Linked DNA regions of Sus scrofa: region 1 is linked to region 2. A link is a contact called in public promoter capture Hi-C data. All regions are on one chromosome and are shown on one strand. Each heading gives the region's core, a stretch centred on a gene start, on an enhancer-like site or on the middle of the called end of the contact. The rest is flanking DNA. Distances are from core to core; before and after follow the strand shown. Region 1 holds the start of AFF1 (AF4/FMR2 family member 1). Region 2 overlaps AFF1 (AF4/FMR2 family member 1).

Evidence for each region. Promoter capture Hi-C pulls out the DNA fragments that hold promoters and counts their contacts.
Region 1: a contact with region 2 is called in a promoter capture Hi-C map of fetal liver, with 2.7 times the contacts expected there. The contact joins the promoter of AFF1 here to the enhancer-like site in region 2. A contact is called at or near these places in 2 of 5 promoter capture datasets (fetal liver and liver), 19 of 47 Hi-C or Micro-C datasets (adipose tissue, alveolar macrophages, blood and 10 more) and 2 of 2 datasets of contacts at active chromatin or transcription factors (alveolar macrophages and skeletal muscle).

What each region holds. Positions count from the first base shown.
Region 1 is chr8:131,923,528-131,927,395 of Sscrofa11.1, reverse strand. It overlaps AFF1 (AF4/FMR2 family member 1), which reads left to right and starts at 2,582. Exons shown (of 21, transcript XM_021101783.1): 1 at 2,582-2,840.
Region 2 is chr8:131,863,792-131,867,783 of Sscrofa11.1, reverse strand. The region is part of intron 2 of AFF1 (AF4/FMR2 family member 1); the gene reads left to right. Among named protein-coding and RNA genes, the nearest start is that of AFF1, 59 kb to the left of the region's middle. Within about 2 kb of position 2,378, at least 3 of the 83 cell types and tissues checked have an H3K27ac peak or open chromatin away from gene starts, as enhancers often do. A contact at or near this core is called in fetal liver, where this site is marked.

The DNA of each region.
Region 1 (3,868 bases), core at 1,333-3,832, 59 kb before region 2:
GTTGTCAAGATTAAGAAAATGCTAGAACATTATTGAGTGACATAAAAATGTAACTTAAGAATTCCTGGGAGGGAGTTCCCATCGTGGATCAGTGGTTAAGGAACCCGACTAATATCCATGAGGATGCCGGTTCCATACCTGGCCTCGCTCAGTGGGTTGAGGATCCCGAGTTGCTGTGGCTGTGGTGTGGCCAGCAGCTACAGCTCCAATTAGACTCCTAGCCTGGGAACCTCTATATGCCTCAGGTGCGGCCCTAAAAAAAAAAAAGAATTCCTAGGAGTTCCCATCGTGGCGCAGTGGAAATGAATCTGACTAGGAACCATGAGGTTGTGGCTTTGATCCCTGGCCTTGTTCAGTGGGTTAAGGATCTGGTGTTGCCATGAGCTGTGGTGTAGGTTGCAGACACGGTTCGGATCTGGCATTGCTGTGGCTGTGGTGGAGGCCGGCAGCTGTAGCTCCTATTGGACCCCTAGCCTGGGAACCTCCATATGCCGTGGGTGCGGCCCTAAAAAGACAAAAAGATAAAAAAATAATAATAATAAAATAAAATTAAGTTTAAAAAAATAAAAAAAGCTACCACCTTTATGGAAATTTATCAACAGAGACGTGCACTGGGATTTTTTATTTCCTCGTTTCTTTCTGCAAGGCATGGACTCTCATGAAAACAGGTGTTCTGTTTTTGTCACTGATATGGTCCATCACCCAGCACATCGCCTTGAAAATATTCCTATAAATGGAATGAACTCTTCTCTGAAACAAAGCTAAATTATCTCCAACAAAAAACTTTTGCACAATTACATCCCTCAGCTCCAAAAGCAGTAAAATAAAATGATCCAACTTTCACTGTCAACATCATTTACTAAGTTGACTACAGCTTGAAGGCAGTAGGAGATATTATGGGATTAAGAACACAACAAAGGAAAACGTTTTAGACAGGAGTAGTAAAAACTTTCAGATTATAAATTATGACTAGGCTTATATATAATTGACAATGAAATGTGTTTATGCCATCTCAAAAAGATGAAAATATGTGTTATGATTAGAATAGGTGTCAATCCTGTTAGGAACATTTACCTGCACAAACACGGGTCCTCAGGTGTGACTGCTTTCCCACCCAGCCCGGAAAAGACCTCCTTAGCTCTCATCCAGAGGCACACCAAGCCTCACCAGGGGCGCATAGATTATTTTCGCTGTTAAGGTCAATCCAATCAGTATCATCATGGGGGCATAGGGAGTAGGGAGAAAAGTTATATTTTGGAAAACAATCCATGGGAAATTATCAAGCAGCCAAGTTTAGTTTGGAAATGCAAATATCTGTCACTTAGTTTTCAAACCCTGTGCAAGCAGACAGTGAAGGCGTGATGAGGGGGAAAAGCAACAGCAACAATCACAAAAAAGAAAAGAAAGAAAGAGAAATGGAGAAGAGAGAGGCTATGAAAGGGAATTCTTTTTCGTAGTCTGTCTTAGGGGATTTATTGTCACTGAGTTTTTTTTAATTTTTAAATGGAAGTAGAGTTGATTTACCGTGTGTTAATTTCTGTTGTGCAGCAAAGCGATTCAGTTATATGTATACACATTCTTTTTCATATTCTTTTCCCTATGGTTTATCTCAGGATATTGAATATAGTTCCCTGAGCTATGTAGTAGGCCCTTGTTCCTTATCCGAAGGGGGTTATTTTCATACACGGTACTAATTTGCATTTACATCATGTTACGTTTGAGTAAGGTGATTTCTTTCATCCAAATTATTTCACCCATTTAAAACTATTAAGATACTGGGGAAAAGCCTGTCAGGGCCATTTGATGTAATCTTTCCGCCTCTCCTTCAGGCAGGAAGGTGCGATGACGCAGAGAACTCAGCATGTGTTCTTTCCTTGGTGTGTTCACAAAAGGGATCCGGTAGCAACTTAACCAGACATGAGCTTTCCCTTCGTTTGGATCTGTTTGCCAAAGCCCCAGTACCCACTGGAATTTTCTGGGGTTGGGCTGCTGGAGAACAACCACCGAAAGGCTGGATGCAGGAGACCGGTTTCCCGTGCCACTTTGAAGCTTGTGACACTGGGCACAATACTTATTTTCGGCTCTTCGGTTTCAGTATTTGGGAAAGGGCAGCAATAATATGTCTGTTTTATTAGGTTGTTGTGAAGATGAGACAGGCCTGTGTGTGAGTGAAAAGCCCTTTATAAACCGTAAAACCCTCTCCAGATGTTGGCTATCATCGCCTTTAAAGGACGCAGAATCTGTTTCAATTGCATAGGAGACTGCAAAAAGACTCCTTGACACTTTTAGTCACAACTTGACCCGAAGCTTAATCTCGCTGTAAATCGAAAGGGTTCTTGCGCCCCAAACCAGCCCGGGACAGGGTCACCCAGGCCGCCGGAGCGGTCCCTGCGGTATTCCACCCGGAGAGACGGCTCGCCCTCCACCTCCCACTGGTCTCCCGGGGAGGGCCGCGCCGCTCCTTTCCGTCTGGGCGGTGCCAGCTGGAGGGCGTGGCCCGGGCGGAGCGGAGGCGCGCTGGGGGCGTGGCCTCCACGGGAGGGCGTGGCCTCGCCTCCCCGGCGTTCCTGGGCCGCCCGCAAGCCCGGCTTGCCTGCCAGCTAGCGGACGGGCGCGCGGCTCCTGCGCACTCGGCCTCCGCCTGCGCGCGTCGCTGGCACAGCTGCGTTCTCGCCTCCGCGGCTGGGAGTGGGGTCCGGCGCGAGCCGCCGCTCAGCTTCGGGAGCACACACTCCCCGGCGCTCTCCGCACCAGCGCCCCTTCCCGACCACATCAGGTCCGGGGCGGGCGAGGGCGGCGAGGGCGCACGACCCGAGACTGCAGGACTAAGGGTCTAGAAGGTAAGCAGAACCCTGCGCCCCCCGGGCTGGGGAGGGGGTGGGTCATCCTGGCCCGAACGCCGCGGCCTCTGACTTCTGGGAAGCCCAAGCTCTCTTCCTCCTCGCTGCCGGCTTCCCAGCACGCTGACTCAAGTCGCTGGCGTTCCCACTTTTCCGGTGGGAACCTTCGGGGAGAACGGGCGAAGGAGACGCAGAGCTCGCACCACCCTTACTTAGAAATCTCCAGCAGGTAGCATCTAGAAAAACTGGGGAGGGAAACACAGGCAGAGACCTATCCTCCTCCCCCTCTCCCACTCCCCAAAATCAACCATCTGCCTGTGCGCCCCGAGTCTTGAGGAAAGATGTTCGGTTGTTGTAACCTGGTCCCCGGGTTGCATAATGGAAGAGTCCCAGAAGTTTCTCTGGGAGGTAAAAGCAGGGCTTTTCTCTCCTCCATTCCGCCCCCCCCGTCACCCCTCCCCCCTGCGTCTAGTAGAGAGAGATTAGTGGTGCCAGTCCCTTCAAATGGTGGTTGGGATGGAGGTGTGTCTGGTGGTCCGCAGCCTCCGGAAACGGAGGGCAAAAGTTGGAGACACCTTCTGAGACTTGCTCCTGGCGCAGAGGGAAACGGCGTCTGCAGAACATGGATCTGGTTAATTTCCCTTGAGGATCGTTTGTTCTTGGTGTCTGATCCTCTCACTGCCTGCGGCACACGAGCCCTCGGACTTTGCGAGCGCCGGGGTCGGCGAATTACGTGGGGGAAGCGAGTTATAGGAAGCGTACTTTAACGTGTTGGTAGTTAGGTTAATGAAGCTGCGAGGGACCTTCCGGGGTCTTGATACTTTCCTCCTAGGTTAGTCTTGTAGCAGTTTCCTTACACGGCCCCCACATTGTTATGCAAATTGTCCCTGGAAGACCCTTGGCTTTGGAAGTGGAGATGTGTCCTAATCTTCCGGGAGCCCTTCTCTGTTGGGGGGTGGAGTGGGGGTGGGGAAGGCCTTGCAGACGAAGTTTTGTTTTTTTAAGGATGGGGTGCGGTCATTTTAACC
Region 2 (3,992 bases), core at 1,129-3,628:
TTTCTTTGGGGAAGGTGACATAGTCCCCTCCCTCTGGAGCAAAACTGCCCTTTGTGGACAGAAGGAGCAGCTTAGGTTGAATGATGCATGCCTCTTGGCATCTCTAGGGTGACACTTTTCACTAAGTGAATGATCCACGGGGGCAGCCTCCTAAGTACCTTTTTAATACCCAAGAAAGTGTTTCTGGGCAGCTAGAAAGAATGGACTTGGAGCTGTAGGGAGAGGTTTGGGGTGGAGTTATACTTTTGGAGGGTCACCCATGCTGTTGTCCAAGGCAGCACCTCGTAGACTGAGAGATAAGGGACATTTTCTAGCATCTCATATTGGATGCTGAATGTGGGAGCAGGAAGAAGTAGAAAACACAGCGAGTCACCCCCAAAATGAGAGGTATCTTGGAAGCCCATAGAGGAGAGAGCTTCCAAGGAGCAGATCGTTCTTGGTTTAGGAAGCTTAGCTGTGATAGCAGGAGGGTGGGCAGTAGTTTTAGGAGAGATAAGAGTGAAAAGTGGGAGAAATGGCTGATTCTAGAACTGGGGTAAAGGAAATAGGAGGTGAGGGGGAAAAACTGTAATTGTAATGTATACATGTAAGGATAACCTGACCCCCTTGCTGTACAGTGGGAAAATAAAAAAAATAAAAAAAAGAAAATAGGAGGTGAGCCCAGAACATCTTCTAGTACCAGAAAGTAAGGAAGTGCTCAAAAGACAAAGGGGGGAAAAAAAAAGGGACGAGAAGGTAACAGGGAAGAGCCCCCGGTGTCCAGGGCTGGAGCAATTTGAGCAGTGAAAGAAATCGAATGGTATTGGATTATAGCCCAAAAGATAAATAGCTGTGAATGTTTGCCATGCTGATATAAATAAATGATCAAATACATTAATGAATGGAGAAGCAATGGAGAATTTCTTACAGAAGGATTCCAGATGCTCTGTTATAGATACTACCACCCCCCAGGAGGTGGAATATTAATTCCTTCCTTGCCTTGAAGGGAAAAACATTAGACAAACCCGGATGGGGGGATATTGGCCAGAAGTCCTCAAAACTGTCAAGATTATAAAAAACCAGGAAAGACTGAGAAACTGTCACACAATGTCATGTGTGATACTCTGGATTGGAGCAGAAAGAGAACATTCATGGAAATTAAGATAAGTCTAGAGTCTAGTTCTTGGTAATATTCTTTTTTTTTTTTTTTTTTTTTTTTGTCTTTTTAGGGCCGCACCCACGACATATGGAGGTTCCCAGGCTAGGGGTCGAATTGGATCTGTAGGCATGGGCCTACACCAGAGCCACAGCAACGCCAGATCCGAGCTGCATCTTCAGCCTACACCACAGCTCACGGCAACGCCGGATCCTTAACCCACTGAGTGAGGCCAGGGACCGAACCCGCAACCTCATGGTTCCTAGTCGGATTCGTTAACTACTGAGCCACGACAGGAACTCCAGTTCATGGTAATATTCTAATGTGTCCCGGTTTTGACAAATGACAAGTAGTACTCTAAGGTGTGAACATGGGGAGACTGGCTAGGGAGGTATGTGAGAATTCTTTGCAACTTTTCTGTACATCTAAAATCATTCCAGAAGTTCCTGCTGTGATGTCCAGCCGCTTAAGGATCTGGCACTGTCTCTGCAGCAGCTCAGGTGGCCTCTGAGGTGCGGGTTTGATCCCAGGCCCAGTGCTGTGGTGTAGGAGCAGCTGTGGCTCAGATTCTATCCCTGGCCTAGGAACTTCCCTATGCCTCTGAGTGTGGCCAAAAATAAATAAAAAGGACTATTTAAAAAAGAAGTGTGTTTGTTACCGAATTCTTGTGGTGTGACCCCCCCCTCAGGGTGAGGCCAAACAAAGTTGGAGTTTAGAGGAGAGAAAGGTTTATCAAAGGGCAGAGCTGGGAGAATGGGTGGCTCCTGCTCAAAAAACCCGGAAACTCCCTGAAGGGTTTCAGCAAAGCCTTTTTAAAGGGCAGGTGAGGGAGGGGCGTCCCAGGGCGTGTGATCAGCTCGTGCGCAGGTCTCTGGTTGATGCGAAGGTCTCTGGTTGATGGCGAGGTAACAGGCCAGTGTCACGGGGGTTCGCACTATCTTCAGGAGCCCCTAGGGTCTGGTCATCAAGTAGTTAATTTCTTCCATTTGGTGGAGGGTTTTAGCAGCTGCAAAACATCTTAGGAAATATGCGTCAGATACTATTATCTAGGTACTCCAGAGAGGAGCTAAAGCAGAGGCTTCGGGGGAAGAGTCTGTCCTGGGAAGGTCCCATAGCATCCTGCTCGTTCACCTGTTGGGCAAACTTGAATTTGTCAATAGGCCGAGAAGAAGTCTCTGGTCTGGTTGGGCAGGGGTATTGGGAGGGGGAGGAAGGATGTTTTATTGATGACAAAGAGAAGATATGAGAAAAAGACCTTGGGTGAAGGAAGAGATGACGTCAGGCAGTATAGTCTTAAAGATTGTTGCTCGTTGCGTGGGGTGAACAACCCCAAGGCTGTCTCCTCAAAGCTCAGTCACAGCAGAGAAAGTTTCCAACTCCGTTTCCTAATCCTAACACAGCCGGATTGGTGAGGCAGGGTCTTGCTCCGGGCGGGTTGGCTGGATGTCTGTAACAGGCACCCAGGAGCGATGCTTGATTGGCGCTCAGGGACTGTCCTACGCAGAACCTAGAACCAGAACCTAGAACCGTTCCTTTGGGACCTCAGAGGTATTTGCACCCTGGAGCGAATTACATTTGCAAGATTGATTTGGGATGGATGAGGGGCCTGCTTTTCTCCTTCCTGTAGGGAAGGGCAAGGGGCACGTGGGAGGAGGTAGGAGGAAAGCCTGCGCTCTGGATTCGGGAAAGAAGCGAAGGGCCTTTGGGAATGAAGGACCTGGAAATCAATTCTGCGAACCTTTGACGGCATCCCTCTTGAGGACATCCATGCACCCCCACTTCGAAGATCATGGTAGAGGACCGGAAAAGTACGGAGTAAATCTGGGGAAGAAGGGGACTTTCTCAGAACCAGCAAGGTGGGCGCTGCTTTGTGTTGCGGTCACAGCCGAGGGGGGAGGCAGTTGTTTCCAGCGCTGCTTATTTTCCGGTTCGCCCTGGTATCTCTGCCCACCCAGGGTGGTGATGCTCATCCTCTTTCTCCTCCTTTGTTCTCGTATCTGATTTGTTCGAGGCCATCCCCTGGCACCTTGAGCCCCCCTCTTTTGGCAAAGTGATCTCTGCAGTGTCCTCCTTAACCAATGTCGCGTTGAAATGAAGTGAAAATTCTTACACTTAACCTATGTAACTTTAAGACCAAAAACGCCGTTAAAGGGTAGAATTGGGAATTCTTTTATGGTGCAGTGGGTTGAGGATCTGTCATGGTTGCTGCTGTGGTGCAGATTAGATCCCTGGCCCAGGAACTTCTGCATGCCATGCGGGGGGAGGCAAAAAAAAAAAAAAAGTGTGTGTAGAAAATCAGAATCATTGAATGACTATTGTGGAGTAAATGCACACATTGAATGATTATTTAACAGTTCTGATTAAGGGAACTTGTTAAATTTTTTTTTTTTTGACTTAAGGTATGTTAGAAAGATTTTGTCCTCTATTTCTTAAATTAAAATTTCGTTGGGAGTTCCTGTTGTGGCCTTGCTCAATGGATTAAGGATCTGGCATTTCTGCGAGCTTCGTTGTAGGTCAAATTCGGATCTGCTGTGGCAGAGGTGTGCAGGTGCAGCTTTGATTCGACCCCAAGCCTGGGAACTTCCATATAACTCGGGTGCAGCCCTAAATATAAAAAAAAATTGGAGTTCCCACTATAGCACAATGGGTTAAGAATCAGACTGCATCGGCCTAGGTTGCTGCAGAGGCAGGTGTTCCATGCCCAGCCCTGCGCCGGGGTTAAAGGATCCAGTGTTGCTAGAGCTATGGCTTGGAGTCAGATCTTGGGCTGGGAACTTCCCTATGCTGAGGGTGTGGCCATTAAAAAAAAAATTGTTTAAAAAAAATATAAACTTTTTTTTTTTGTCTTTTCTAGGGC